Linked DNA regions of Ovis aries: region 1 is linked to region 2. The links are chromatin contacts, called in public Hi-C maps. All regions are on one chromosome and are shown on one strand. The core of a region is the stretch at or near the end of the contact, and the rest is flanking DNA. Distances in the headings are between cores, read along the strand shown. Region 1 overlaps SARDH (sarcosine dehydrogenase). Region 2 holds the start of LOC121819259 (basic proline-rich protein-like).

Region 1 (7,152 bases), core at 1,702-4,201, 38 kb after region 2:
GGTGCCTGCCTCACTGCCCTCACGGGGCAACAAGGGGGCCCAACACCAGGTGGGGGGGCCAGTGATCTGAACCTGGTCTCCGCCCAGAGCCAGTGCCCTCTGGCGCCACCTGCTGCCCACTGTGGGAAGGACAGCCTCCCGCACCCTGGCCCGTGCCCTGCAGACCTGCGTGTCCAGGTTGTGCCCGACTGGGGACCCCCGGCCCTGCTGAGCCCCAGCTCCAGCTCCTCCCTCCTTCCCCGTGGGGCAGACCCTGCCGCCCAGGGCTGCAGTGTAGACAGGCTTCTTGAGGACCGGGTGTGCATTCTCCAGGGGCAGGCACGCGTGGGTGCTGGGGTGTTACATAAGGATCCTGACACGCTGCAGTGGGCTGGGCATCTCGGGCCGGTGTGGGCGGGCAGCTGCTGGCACCGTGGGGGGCAGGGATCATCAGGGTCGGAAGTGTCTCTGGGCACTGGCTGGGACCCTGTGAGGCAGAAATGGGGGTGGGTGGGAGCTGTTTCCTGCCGATGGGGAGCTGGCCCAGAGGTGCAAAGCCAGCCCACCTTCAATCAGTCCCATTTACCAAGTGCCCTCTCTGTGCCAGGCACGTCTGCAGAGGGGGCCCCATTGGCACGGAGCTCCCGGTTCAGTGGGGCAGGTTTGCAACCCTGAGAGGTGCCCTGGCGGGAGACGTATCAGGGCCACAGGCTCAGGCCGGGGGCGTTGAAGGGGGACTGGACCCAGACTCGGAACCAGGGAGGGCTTCTTGTAGGAGGTGACAGACGAGCCAAGACCTGAAGGATGACCGAAGATTCGACAGGGACGCCTGGAGGGAATGTGCGTGGTGGGAGAGTGAGCTCAGGCCGGCAGGGAGGGAGGCGAGAAGCCAGGCGCCCCGGAAGGGAGGGTTTCCATGAACACCGGAAGGTCTCAGGAGGACTATCAAGCGTGAGGGTCAGACTCTTCCGGGCACAGCTGGGCAGAGGGGCGAGGAGAGGGGCCCCTGCCCTTGGGCAGCTTTGGCAGGCGGGGCATTAACTGGTTAGACTGTTGCCCCAGGCCTGGGTTCCCCATCTGAGAAAGGAGAGCCAGGGCTTGGCTATTTCTGCCACTGTTTCTGATGAAGGTGCCTTTTTTTCCTTTAACTTGATACATTTTTTTTGGCCATGGTGCCTGGTATTTGAGATCTTAGCTCCCCCACTGGGGATCAAACTCACGCCCCCTGCAGCGGAAATACAGAGTCTTAGTCGCTGGACGGCCAGGGAAGTCCTGAAGGTGCCCTTCTCGTATGACTGGATCTTTGCACGTCTCCATCTTGGTGTGTTTCATTAAGAGCACCTTTGTTCTCGGTCTGCCCTGTGAGGACAGGGCCTCAGCCTGCCCACCGTGGTGCCCTCAGAGCCCTCCCAGCCCAGGGTGCGCACCCAGGAGGGCTTGGCAGGTGTTTGCTGACCAGCCTTGTCCTTGCTCACAGCCGGGCCATTCTCCAAGAGGTGCTGGAGGCCGACCTGAGCGATGACGCCTTCCCCTTCTCCACCCACAAGCTGGTGAGAGCCGCCGGGCACCTGGTAGGTAGCAGCGGCTCACGGGCCCCGGGCTGGGGGCGGGGAGCAGCCACGACGTGCTCTGGGGACAGACCAGGGCGGGAGTCTTGTGCCCTTGGGCGGGGCTCTGGAGCTCCTGGGCCCGGCTTCCCTGCAGTAAAGTGGGGGTCCAGACAGCCATGCCCACCGGCTTTTAGGGCCTCAGAGGAGGAGCGGGGTCCAAGTCAATGCTTGGCACACACTTGGGGGCCGGTCCCAAGCTTCTGTCTTGGCCTTGCTGCCTGTGCGGCTGCCCCTCATGTCCACTTCTCAGGTGTGGGGCACACCCTCCAGGGTCAGCGTGTTTCCTGTGCCTCCTTGCGTGGCTCGGGGCTAGGGACAGCGGTCAGTTCTGCTGCTCCGGAGGCCTGCGTGTCCTGAGCCTGTCCAGGTCTTCCTGGACTGTCCCCCCTCCCCTGGCACTGTGGGAGGGGGCAGGGACTGCTTGGGGTGCCCTGCCAGGCCCCTGGGCAGCACCTTTGCCTGTCTCCCAGCCCAGAAAGTCGGGTCCCAGGGCCGGAAGCTTTTGAGACTGTGGGCGGCTCCAGCAGACCCGCCGTCCTCCGGGACCCTGGGCCAGGTCCTGGGTCCAGCTCTGGTCAGCCCGTCCTACTCCTGGGCTTCGGTTTCCTCTTTGGAAAATAAGTGTCACGATTTCCACTCTGACTTCTTGGGGCCGAGGTGAGGAACAGGCGGTCAAAGTAACATCAGCCACTGTCGGCCAAGGGCTCGCACGGCTCCGGCTTCATCCTCCCGGCAGCGTGGAAGGTTCTGTCAAGGCTTCTGAGCTCTGAGCGATCCACGATGTCGTGGAGCAGATATTCGGGGCGGGGGGCTTAGCAGCGTATGGAGCAGCAGGCCTGGCCTGCAGCCCCTGGACTCCAGGAGCACCCCAGACGTGACAACACGAAGCGTGTCCAGGCGTGACGACACGTCCCCAGGGCAGGAGCCCCGTGGGGACCTCACTGCTCTGAGGCTGCCCTGTTAGCAGGCGCGCGGTCACCCTGGATGTGGTTGCGGCCACGTGTGTTGAACAAGGGCTCCCAGCAGTCCCTGATGTAGGAAGTGTTACCGCCAGGACAGGTGCTTCCCCAGCCTGAGCTCAGAGAAGTCGGATGGACTGCCCAGGGCCCCCCCAGCTAACGGGACATAAAAAACCTCATGACTATGTGTCAATAACACAGACAAGGCTATAAAGGTGGGGGGGGGGCCTGGACAAACAGCCGGATTTGAGGGCACCCCTGCTTTTACTCTCGTCGTGTTCATCTGGGGAGGCGCCGAGGAAGGTCCCAGATCCTGGCCTGCAGAGGGGCGGGAGGTCACGCAGTCTGGGTCCTGTTAGCAAGTAAACAGTGTCTCGCTGACGTCAGCAAGGAGGCTGCCAGGAGGAGGCAGATAAAGGCAGCTCTGCTCTGCCTGCGCTTTCGGAGGCCACGCTGGGGCAGGAAGCGGGGCTGTCTCTGTCTCGCTCGCTTCCTGCCTCCTTGATGCAGCGCTGCCTGCCGGGACCAGAGAGGGTGTGCGTCTTGAGAGCACAGCACAGCTCCACCCAGGCCGCTGTGGCCGCTGGCCTGCCCTCTCGGTCCCCCCGGGGTGGTGGTCTGTGCAGTGCCCCCCAGTCAGGAGTAGGGGTTCTGACTTGTGATGTGGCGCGGGGGGCAGCTGGCGTGGCTCGGCCTGTGTGTGGTTCGGGGATTTATGTGGAAGAGGAGCAGGTGGGAAGGCCGCCCCTCCAGCTGAGGGCCACTCCAGGGAGGCGCCGGGGACTTGGGCTGGGACGATGGGCTCCAGCTGCCTCCCCACACCCACCCCGGGGGGCGGGGGCGGCCCTCCCTGGCCCTGGCTGCCTCCCCAGGCCTGGCCCATGGCTGTCTGGCTGCACCTTGGCCTCTGGGGCCTGGGAGCTGGGCTGGGCCAGGGCGCGGGCCAGGAGAAGCAGAGGCCAGACTGCAGGGTGAAGCCTGGCCTGGGACGACAGGCACAAGTGGGGGCCACGGGGTGCTCGGGGCAGAAGTGGGGCGCAGGAAGGCCGCAGGCTGCTTCTCTCCGCTGCACCGTCCCCCCGCCCCACAGCTGGCTCAGCGGTTCTGTGGCAACCACTGCGTGGCTTGCCCCTGTTTCCAGCTGCTGTGCAGGGCCTGGGTGCAGAGCTCATCCTGGCATGACCCCTTTGGGTGCCCCCTTTGACCCCGCTGAGCCGGCCCTTTCTCGCCGGCCACAGAGTCTGGCTGAAGAGTTGATGGGCCTCAGTGTTTCACTGTAAATACTGGGAACATTCTTAAGACAAGAGCAAGTTAACAAAAACTCCTCCGGTCGCACTGGAGAGAAAGCCCGAGGTGAACAGAGTTTCCTTCCGCCTTCTGTTGCTTCTCTACCTGTAAATCCTAAACCAGAAGCAGGATCATCCCAAACTGTGGACAGTTCGTGCGCTCGGCTTCTCTCGGGACGTTGTTGGGATGGTTTTCTTGTTCCTTGAAATACCGCCTGAGTTTGAAATACTGCTTTACCCACTCCAACACCGTACGCGGGACACTTGGTTGGGCCACTTCTTTGCCTTGGAATTGCTCTGTGACGGGCTTCCCATGATGGCGGGCCCGTTATGACTTTGATTATTGACCCTGGACATGTAGCTCAGAACCAGGACCGAGAAGCAGAGGTGTCCCAGGGTCACGGCCCCAGCCTTCCGGGCCGTGCAGCAGCCCTGCAGTATTTTCTGCCTCCCCTTTGGGGGAGGACAGGAGAGACACTGTCCAAGTGCGGCCCAGGCTACCAGCTCACACTCGGCTGGCATGGATGCCCAGCTGAGTTCTGGCATTCCCTTCTAAACCTCAGGGTCTGTCCCAGTGCTGAGCCGCAGCTGCCCCTGGAGTTAGTTCCAGGCATGTTGGCTGGAAGCCTACCACATCGGGGGCTGGTGGGGCTCACAGCCTGGCTGGGCTTGGGGGCGGGAAGGACGCTGCAGCCCCAGCCCAGCCTGCACGGGCCCCGAGGCCTGGGAGGAGAGAGGCCACAGCCCCGACCGCGAGCCGACATGGAGTGAGGGGGTCCCGGGAACACGTGTATGGGAGGATTCCAGTCTTGCCTTAGCAACCGCACCTCCCCCTGAGGCCCCGCTGGTGTGGCTCTGGCTCCACAGTGTCGGTGTTATGACCTCGCAGTGGCCGGGGCCACAAGCTCCCAGACGGTCCCAGTGGGCGGCATGGAGGCCTCCCCGTCCACCGCCTGCACGAGGGCACCCAGCAGGACACAGGCTGGGGGAGCTGGGCTGGCGGCTGCCCCGGCCCCGCCGAGGTGGCCTCACAGGCAGATGGGGAGCTGGGAGCCGGGTCGGCCCGGGATCTGGGGGTCCAGGGCACAGTCCCATCAGGGCCCAGCAGAGCTGGGGGCCAGCAGGCCTGGCCTCTGGTCCTACCCCGGGACCCCCTTTCTGGGGTCAGTTTCCCCATCTGTCACACAGCGTCTAGACAATGGCTGTCAGCATTTTTGAGCCATCCTGGAAGTCTGTCCAGACGTCCTGAGCACTCTGGAACCAGGGGGAATTTCATGTTCTCCTAAATAATATCAACATGTGTTGACACCAGTTCCATCAATGTTGAGATGCTGGGCCTGGAGTTCAGGGCCAAGTCTTTATGGGAGATAATTGGTCACCAGCCAACCAGCTGCGGGAGAGGAATGTGTGTGTCTGAGTCATTGGCCAGACCTCCGGGTCACAAGGGACGCGCGGGACGATGAGGGTCAGAGCCCAGAACCACAGATCCCGCCCAAGGGTGGGTGAGCGGGACCCTGCTGCTGCCCGTGAAGACCCACCGTCACGGCAGGCGCGTGGTGGGCGACCGTGGCTGAGCAGTCCCGCCAGTCGCGCCCTGTCCTGAGCAGAGCAGCGCCGCTGTTTTGCAGCAATTCTGAGATGCTTGGCCGGGCCCCAGGCTTCCAAGATCCTCGCATTCCTGTTGGAAGAACGGGGCGGGAGCTGTCCCCTCGGCTGCCAGCTGACCAGACGTCCTCAAGGCCAGTGAGGTTTCCAGTGTAGGTCTGCTCCCAGCCTGGTTCTCAGGGAAGACACTGTGTCCCCGAGCCTCAGCCGAGGACGGGGGCCCCCCTGGAAAGCAGCAGGTGCTGGGCTAGAAGCTCATCGTGAGGCCACGTGATAAAGCAATTTTCTTCTGAAAATTAATTTCGGGTCAAAAGGAAATTGCATTTCTTTTCCTGACTGTGTGCGTCTCACTGTTCAGATTCCATTAGTCCAGGGTGGACCGTTCATCCCCCCTGCACGCCTCGTACAGAGGCAGGAGGCCCGCACCTTCATGAAGCCTGGGTTTGCCAACTGGGTTTTGCCCGAAAAGTTGCTTTGCACTAGTCGTGCAAATTCACCACCGCCCTGGAGAGATGGGAGTGTGTAGTCGAGAAAGACGTGGTAGCCAAGGCCACTCACTACGCAGGGTTCTCTCGTGGGGACGGTGAAAGCTTCTTGCCGTCAAACTGTAAGGACAGGGTGTGGCTGGAACGAGCGTGCTTCAGAGATTCGAGGTTCCTCCAGGGCAGAACCTTTTTCTGCAGGGATATCTGACCCTCGGTCCCTGCCCGTCTGTAGGCGCAGGTGGGGTCTTTCTGGGGGTGCCCCATATTGTTTACCTGCTGATCCTCAGAGATGGCCACGTTTGTAGAGTGTGGTTTGAGCATCACACCTTTTTTTCGAAAGATGTATCTACTGAGTTATTGTCTGTGCTGGGTCTTCGTTGCTGTGTGCAGGCTTTCTCTAGCTGCGATGAGCGGGGGCGCCTCTCCAGTTGCGGGACGCCGTCCCTGCAGCGGCTGCTCGCGCTGGAGCACAGGCTCCAAGGCGCACAGGCTCTGTTGCTCTGCGGCACGTGGACTCCTCCTGGACAGGGGATGAACCCGTGTCCCCTGGATTGGCAAGCAGATCTTTAACCTCTGGACCACCAGGGAAGTCCCCCCCCCCACTTTTACTTATTATTATTCTTGGGAAATTGGTTTCCAGTCACTGTGCCCTACCACCTTTACCACCTTCAGGAACATCACCACCACCACCATTATCCTCACTATCCACCACCATCACCACCAGCACTGCCATCACCTCCACCATCACCAGAACCGCCTTCACCGGAACCACCAGCATGCCTGCACGCTAGCCCTCTGGATCAGACTGCAGGGAGAAGACACACGCTGACACAGAAGGACGTCTTTGGAGTCAAGGGTGTCTTGGGTTGTTTAGAGGATTTGAAAAATGAAGCTCTGTTAAGCCGGACCGCCAGCTGAATTCCCCACTCTTCTGTGGGTCCCGGGCTGCACGTGCTCAGACCCCTGTCTACCCCTTGCCTGGGGGGCCCGAGGATCCTCATTTATTTAAAGGGATGACTAAGTTTGGATGACGTGCCTGGTGAGTCAGGGGTGCTGTTACACAACCCAGCTCCCCGGAAGCATGTGAGACATCCGTGAGCTGCTGTGATGTGAGGCGGTTGGGCACACTGGCTTGTGCATGGTGTCTGTGGACACATCTGCTCAAGCCCTCTGTGGTGTCTGCCCAGAGGGGCGGCCCCAGGCTGGTTCTGATGTCACCCGTGGCCAG
Region 2 (7,728 bases), core at 5,194-7,693:
GGGGGTGGAGGCCTGGCTGGCCATGTGGAAAGGGCCAGCCCGGGCCAGAAGGAGGCATCTCAGGGCTGGTAATAATCTGCAGAGAAACTTGCAAAATTCCCTGGACTCGACAGGGCAGGGGTTATAGTCCTTAGTTTCCAACTGGGGAGACCGAGGCTCGAGAGACCAGCACAGATGGTGCAGCAAGCTGGCAGCAGTTCCCTGAGTCATGTCCCTGGCTGGAGCCCGGCTGCCTCCTGGGCTGCGCCCCACGCCGCCCGGCACCCGCCTCTCCCAGACCCGGGCAGAGCCTGATGGATGACAAATTCTACAACTCTGGCCCACACGCAGGCCCAGCCCTTCAGCCACCACCCCTTGTCCAAAGTCCCCTGGGACTGTGCCGCCTGCTTGCTTGGGACGATTTTGCAACAGCTGCTTATCTTTCAGCACGGAGCCAAGAGAAGTCTGGGCTGCCCAGCCCGTGTCCTGGGGCTGCAGTGACCACTGCGTGTGCGCCCCGTGTCCTCTGAGGACCTCATCACACTACTCTCTGGCCCTCTCTGACCCCTCCACCCCGCCATGCGTGGAGTACAGCCCTGCCTCCGGTGGCAGGGCCAAGCCTGCTGTCCACTGAGTGTCTGGATTGGTGTCCTCCGTGCCCTGGACCCTGGGGAGCCTCTCGCTGGTGGAGCCGGCCTTCCTCCAGAGGGACCGAGGGACTGGGTGGCAGTCTCTGTCCCCATGACGGGCACTGACAGTGGCGGCAGCGCCCAGGAGGCCGGAGCCCTCTGAGGCCACCACCTCTGAGATGCCCTCCTGGGTTTCTGCTGAAAAGGACAGCTTGCTCAGGATCACTGTCATCACAGCCAGCCTCGTGGCTGCCTCGCCCCTTTCTGCCTCTGTCTTCTTCCTGGTCCTTGAGCCCCCAAGGGCAGGGACTGGGTCCTGGTGGACGCTGGGTCTCCCAGCAGTGCTTTGCATACAGTAGGTGCTCATTGATGGTTGGATGGCATCACCGACTCCATGGATGTGGGTTTGGTGAAGGACAGGGAAGCCTGGCGTGCTGCAGCCCATGGGGTCTCAGAGTCGGGCACGACTGAGCGGCTGAACAACAAGAATGCTCAGTAAGTGAGAGGAAAAACTGGCAGCAAGACGCTGGACACTGCACGGGAACAAAAGCACAGATGCTTGTGATAATCACAGCAGTGTCTCTCCTACGTCACTCACTGTATTAGCAGCCAACATTGCTACATTTTTCATTGACCAAATCTCAGTACTGCTTTTTTGATCCAGTGGAAGGAAGAAGTCCTGTTTTATCTCAGCACCTCAGGTGGACGTCCTTATTTGTTCCAGATTTCCTCTGGGCATCTTCCGCCTGAGCACAAACCAGACGCCCTAGACCCAGGGGTAGACTGCAGGCTCTGGTCTGGCTCCCCACTAGCTTGCTGTGTGACCCTAGGCAAGCTGACTCCTCTCTCTGGGCCCTGGTGCCCCCGACGGCCAAATGGAGGCAGGCATCCCTGCCTTGGGAAGCTGATCGCTGTGCAGTGGGAAAGCAGAGGCTCGGGTGGCTCGCCCAGCAGCAGAGGCATCTGGGAACTCCGAAGGGCAGAATGCAGATGGGCACTGTCGAGTGGCCAGGAGTGGGGTGGGGGGCAACCCAGACTTCCTGCCTCCGAGGGCAGCGAGCACCCCTCCCCTGGGGGTGAGCAGCTGAGGCTGGACAGGCAGGTCCGTGCTAAGGCCCTGACTCTCCCGCCCAAGGAGCGCCGGCCGGCCCAAGGCTGCGGTGGACCCAGTGCCTCCCGCCCTTTCTGGTGCGGGAAGCATGGTGGCGGGTGTGGGCAGACGGGGGTGCACGGGCTCACCTGCAGAACCCCGTGACCTCTGTTTTAGGGATGAGGAGCTGAGGTCACCTGCCCCACGCGCAGGCTTAGCAGGGTCTCAGGGTTCGCAGCTCTGCTCTGCTGCGCTCGGCACGGCCTGCTCCGCAGCTGCCCAGCCAGCTGGCCTCCAGGACGGCAGGCGGTAGGCGGTGCGTCCTGCCCCCGCGGTGGGCGGGCCGGGGGGCTGGCAGAGGGCCTCTGGGGCCAGGGTAGGAGCAGGGGCAGGGGCTGCCCCGGTTCCTGTTTGGCTGCTGCTGGGAAGGAAGGAGGTGACGGCACCACTGGAGCCGCTGAGCCGGGCGCTGGCAGGCCCCGAGGGGCCTTGGAGCTCTGCGGCCGACCGGAGGTACACCCCTTGGGCAGGCAGGCCCCGGTCCCTCCCGCCGCCAGCGGGGTGGGCCAGGCCTAGAGCTGGCCGGGACTCCTCTTCCTCTGGCTGCAGGGACCCTCGGGCTGGGCGGGCACAACCACGGGACTCTGTGGGAGGCAGGGGCCTCGGCACCCTCACAGCCCACCTTCTCCTGGCAGAAGCTGGTTCTGGTGCCTCCCTCACCACCCCTCCTCTGACTGCCTTCGAGGAGGGTGTCCCTGGGGCTCCACCCCCTCTGTCTGACCCCCAGCCCTGGCAATGATGGCCAGGCTCAGCTGGGAGAGAGCTGGAGAGGGCAGGAGAGCGGGTCAATGGTGAAGCGGCTGCCCTGGCCGGAGGGCACGGGGCCATCCCTGGGGGCGGGGGCCGGGCCTGCCCGGGTGGAGAGCGGGGCTGGCTGCGGGCGGGGAAGGGGCACTTGGCAGCTTCCTGGGCCAAAAGCCTTGGCCATGGTGCAGCAGGAAGGAGGGAGGAGGCCAGGCCGGGGGCCGGGCAGGTGTGTGCTGGGCAGTGCCACGTGGCCTGGGTTGGTGGGAGGGGGATGGTGGGTGCCCGGCCTTGGGAAGGTGTCCTGGACACCCACATGATGCCGAGTTTCCACCAGCAGGAACCACTGCTGGAGACTCCTGGCAGAGTAAGGTAGTCCCAAGGCCACAGGGAAGTGCAGACACGTGCCAGGAGTCCCTGTCTGTGCCTGGGAGCAGGTAGGCGGAGCTGGCAGAGGGACTGGGGTGCCCTGCCCTGCCCTCCAACCCCTCCAAACCCCGGAGCCTCTGCCATCACCCCTCCCTGCTCTTCCTGCTGCTCACAGCCCCCAGAAGGGCGGGAGTCACTGTGGCGGGGGTGGGACAGCCCTGACCCCCTGGAGCCCCGGTGCCTGCAGGGGTGGAGGGGGAGGGAGGGAAAGGAGGCAGCAGTGGGCACCCCCAGCCTCTGCCCCCCTCACACCAGCCCCGAGAGCTCCGGAGGGGGCAGGACAGCCAGCAGGTGCAGTCACACGGTGGCCCTGCGACCTTGGCCAGCTTCCTTGGGCCTCAGTCCCCCCACCCAGTGAAACGGGGACAACGGTCGTCTTGACTTTAGAGCAGAGAGAACATGTATTCCCAGCTTGCCGTGTAGTGCACGCTCGAAAATGCAAGTGGACTTTGTTAACTGATCGGCTGATTGACACCATCACGGTTGTTAATGCAGGTGTAGGACCCCCCCCCCCCAGGACCGCAGTCTCAGCCACATCCCTCTTACCTCTCCTGCTGACCCACAAGTGGGCCCGGGGCCCCTTGGAGCTGTCCTGTCGCCCCCGGGACCCTCCCCCAGAGAGACCTCGCCTGCACCTCCTCTCCTTAGAAGGTGGGCTCCCAGTCACTGTCTTCTTATAACTGTGAGAGTCTTCTGGCTGAGGAGGGCTGGGAGGGCTTCCTGAAGGAGGAGGGAGGCAAGGTGAGCCCTGCAGGCTACTGCGAGGTTACAGAAGAGCTACCCACCCTCCAGATTCAAGACGGCCCAAGGGAGCCAGAGGCCGGACCCCACTGCCTTCCTCACCTTCTGCCATGGGTCCCGAAAGGGCTGTGGGGGCCAACCTGGCAGAAATAACTTCTGTGTGGGGTTGAGACGGGACTTCCCCTGGAGGGCATGTTGAATGTAGGCTGGAGGGTTGGGGTCCCGGCCTTGTGACCCCTGCCACCCCACTGTGGTCCTGTCTCAGCATCAATACCGCCCCCTTCTCCCCCACCGTGGTCTTCCCTGGGCCCAGCCGGAGCCTGAAGCATACAGACCCCTGTACCCTTGGGCCGGACAGATGCAGGGTGCGCGTATGCCGTGGGTGGGCGGCAGGAGGGAAGCTGGAGGATCGCAGCGTGGGGGGCCCAGGGCCCACTGCTCCCCTCCGCATCCAGGCAGCCCTGGCTCTCTCCCCAGCTCCCTGCGCTGCTGAAGCTGACTACCCATGGCCTCGTTGAGACGCGCCCTGTGTGGCATGGCGGCCACCTGTCCTCGCCGGAGCCCTGCCCTGGGCCGGGGGCTGAGACCCCTGGTGAGCGGGGCTGGCCCCACCTCTGAGAAGAGCGTGCCATACCAGCGGACCCTGAAAGAGGCGCAGGACGCCTCGGCGGCGGCCCAGGGCCCAAGCCAGCCCCTGCCTGGCACAGCCAGCGTGGTGGTCATTGGCGGGGGCAGCCTGGGCTGCCAGACCCTCTACCACCTGGCCAAGCTGGGCGTGAGCGGGGCCGTGCTGCTGGAGCGGGAGCGGCTGACCTCCGGGACCACCTGGCACACGGCGGGTAGGGGTTGGGGTGCAAGCGGGGGCGGGAGGGACTGGACCCACTGAGGGACCAGCCCTGGGCTGACCAGTAGGAGGCCGCTGAGCTGGAGGGAAGGCCGTGGAGGACAGAAGCGGGCTCGGTCCAAAGGTGGCCCTGCCTGTCCCCGAGTCTCGGCAGAGCTGTGGTGGGAAGGAGGGAGCGCATGCTGACCGTGGGCCCTGCACGGGGTTGGGGGGCAGAGCTGAGGCCGGAACTGGAGGCCCAGGCAGCTGTCTGCTCAGAGTGCAAGCCCTTTCTCCGGATGGAGCCCCCAGGATGAGGGGCATCCACGGGGTGCAGAGGATGGATGGGGGAGGGAGATGAGGCAGAGAGGCGTCCTAGCGGGCACCGCGATCCTCAGCGCCTGACTGGTGTGCAGGTCCCCAGGGCAGCCAACCTTCTGCCTCAGCGCTGCGTTAAGATTGGCAGCGTCTGTGGGGCAGTCACTCCCGCTTTGGCCGATACAAGCATGATGGCGCCGAACGGGGAGCTGGGGAGAGGTTCAGAGGGCACTGTCTCCCCACCGTCACTTCTCCCTGGGCCGGCCGCTCCCCAGGCCCCGGTCAGAAGGGGTCCACTCTGTGGGGGAACTTCAGTCGGTCCCGGGACCCCCTCACCACCTGCCCTGAGATCCTGGGCACAGAGCTGTTTGATGCTCCTTAATTTCACCGTGCAACAGTCCCACCTGCCTCCCCGGGCCGCCGTTGCTCCGTGCCCGGCTCTGCCCACAGCAGGTGCCCGATAAAGGAGGCCTTTGGTGTTGTCTTTGAGCTGCCCAAGAGCTGTGTCCTGGGACTCAGCGTTGCCCCTGTCGTTTCCTGCTCATCGGCCTCTCGAGGCCGTCTCCATGGCCTGCAGGGATGCTTCAGGCCCGCAGCCTGATATTTGGGAGCTCTGGCCTGCTTGGGGAAGGGGGTGCAGCCCCTCAGGGGCTGATGGCGCACCCACCCACCCGCTCCCGCCAGGCCTGCTGTGGCAGCTGCGGCCCAGTGACGTGGAGGTGGAGCTCCTGGCGCACACGAGGCAAGTGGTGAGCCGCGAGCTGGAGGAGGAGACAGGGCTGCACACGGGCTGGATCCAGAACGGTGGCCTGTTCATCGCGTCCAGCCGGCAGCGTCTGGATGAGTACAAGAGGCTCATGTCGGTGGGTGCACCCCCGCGGGCGGGGGTGGGCAGCGTAGTGCAAGGGAGGAGCCCCGGTGGATGCGGCTGGAGCCTCGCCCTGCCTCAGCTGGGCTGGGCCCCCTGCGACAGGCGCCTTTGCCTCCGAGCCTCGGCATTCTCACCTTTGAAATGGGATCCTGTCGAGGAGCATGGTTCTGCTGAGCCTCAGAGGCAGAAGAGGCCCAGTGGATGGGGGTTGCCACCACGCGCGGTGCTCCTGGGGGTCAGGCTGAAGGATGAACCCGCACAACCCGGGAGGCAGGGACCGCTCTTCCCCCAGCTCTGCCGGAGATGCTTAGGGAACATCGTTGTCAGGGAGATGGCAGAGGAAGCCTTACACCGTGGAAGGCCCGCTGTTGGGGTGGAGTGTTGGTCCTTCACCCAGAGCAGCCAGGGCTGGCCCCCACATTCCAGGGCATGGAAGGGACGAGTTTCTCCAGCGATGCATCGGTTACCGAGCACCAACTGTATACTGGCAAGCAGAACCGGCGGCGTGGGAAGCGGAGGCGCACTGTTGAGGGGACGCTGTGTTCCCCTGAGTGCCCCAGCGGAAGCAGCGGCAGCTGGCTTCGTCACAGCAGGGCGGGGGATCTCTGGGGTCAGGAGGCGGTCTCGTTCTGCCTCCTCCCACCACCTCTTCCCCAGCTACTCACTCATCAGCTGGGACGGGTCACCTTGGGGGGTTTCAGCTCAAGTTCGGAGCGAGGTCTCTGCCACCTCTCAGTCAGGATGCGCCGAGAGGGAATCTGATTGGCTCAGCTCATCTCTAGTGGGGCTGGAGAAGGAAATGGCCACCCACTCCAGCATTCCTGCCTAGGAAATCCCATGGACAAAGTCTGAGTCTGGCGGGCAACAGTCCCTGGAGTTGGACACGACTTAGCCACTGAGCACATCTCTGGTTGGGCAGGTCCTGATGGGCGGATGCCTGCGGACACTTGATTGGCTGCCCGTTGACCAATGAAATGCGTCAGGGGTGTGGTCTGTCACGCAGTTGGCTCCTGGGACAGAGGACCTGCTGGTCTCTGGGGAGTCAGTCTGACCAACACACCTGGTTCAAGCTCCAGATATCAGACCTGTGGGGATTATTTTATTTATTTTACATAGCAAGTCCTTATGTGCCCGGGCCCCAGAGACTGCTTCTGAGCACTGCACAGGTTCCTCACTCTTCCTCGGAGCTGGCCCAGGGGACAGGAGCTTCCCCAGGCATGGCTCACAGTTCCTGGGGGTGCCAGGGTCAAAACTGACCCTTGGAGGCCCAGACAGGGAGGCGAGTGGCTGGAAGGATCTGCCCCATCCCCAGGCTCACTTTCCTCTGCGTTCCCCTAGTTGGGCAAGGTCTACGGCATCGAGTCCCACGTGCTGAGCCCCGGGGAAACCAAGGCTTTGTATCCGCTGATGAACGTGGAGGACCTCTACGGGACCCTGTACGTGCCCCACGACGGTACCATGGACCCCGCCGGCACCTGCACCAGCCTCGCCCGGGCCGCCACCGCGCGGGGGGCGCAGGTACGACCGTCTCCCGGCCCTGGGCCCCCCGCTCTGAGCCTGGCCCTCCTGCCCAGGAACATGAGCTCCCTCTGCGCTGAGACCACGGGCCAGCGGGGACCCGAGCCCCTGACCCGCTCCTGCCCAGGCTAGCCAGCCGCTTCGGTCTGTCCATGATGTCCACTCTCCCCAGAGGCCCCACCCTGCTGGGATAGCAAACCTGCCACAAATCTCTTCTCCTTTTGACTTGAGTCCACATGTAGTTGTAGGAAAAATTAGAAAAGACAAATAATCAAGGAAGAAGACATGGAGAAAGCTGAAGAAAGAAAAGAGTCACCCAGAGGCCCCCAGTGTTGACACTTTAGTGTTACCGCGAGTATATTTCTCTGGAGAAGTGAACCAAGCTGCACTGACCTTCACGCGACCTTTGAACTGCAGCATCTGCCAGTCCCTTGAGCCCTCCTTTTTCTCTTTAAAGTCTCTGTTTAGGGGGACAGGTTCTCCACATCAAGGAGCACGGAGCCGGTTCCCGCCCTGTGGTCAGCCC

What was found. Hi-C and Micro-C count contacts between places; a contact is called where the count stands out from the background.
Region 1: a contact with region 2 is called in a Hi-C map of liver, with 2.2 times the contacts expected there. The contact joins the enhancer-like site here to the promoter of LOC121819259 in region 2. A contact is called at or near these places in 6 of 16 Hi-C or Micro-C datasets (hypothalamus, liver, muscle and 1 more).

The regions. Positions count from the first base shown.
Region 1 is chr3:2,411,625-2,418,776 of ARS-UI_Ramb_v3.0, forward strand. SARDH (sarcosine dehydrogenase) reads left to right here. Exons shown (of 21, transcript XM_042247993.1): 17 at 1,457-1,550. Among named protein-coding and RNA genes, the nearest start is that of DBH, 37 kb to the right of the region's middle. Within about 2 kb of position 2,952, at least 15 of the 54 cell types and tissues checked have an H3K27ac peak or open chromatin away from gene starts, as enhancers often do. A contact at or near this core is called in liver, where this site is marked.
Region 2 is chr3:2,370,133-2,377,860 of ARS-UI_Ramb_v3.0, forward strand. LOC121819259 (basic proline-rich protein-like) reads right to left here and starts at 6,444. Exons shown (of 2, transcript XM_042247997.2): 1 at 5,819-6,444; 2 at 1-5,649. The coding sequence starts at 3,015. The coding sequence ends at 1,924. It overlaps SARDH (sarcosine dehydrogenase), which reads left to right and starts at 2,055. Exons shown (of 21, transcript XM_042247993.1): 1 at 2,055-2,211; 2 at 4,150-4,511; 3 at 5,498-5,676; 4 at 7,023-7,202. The coding sequence starts at 4,178.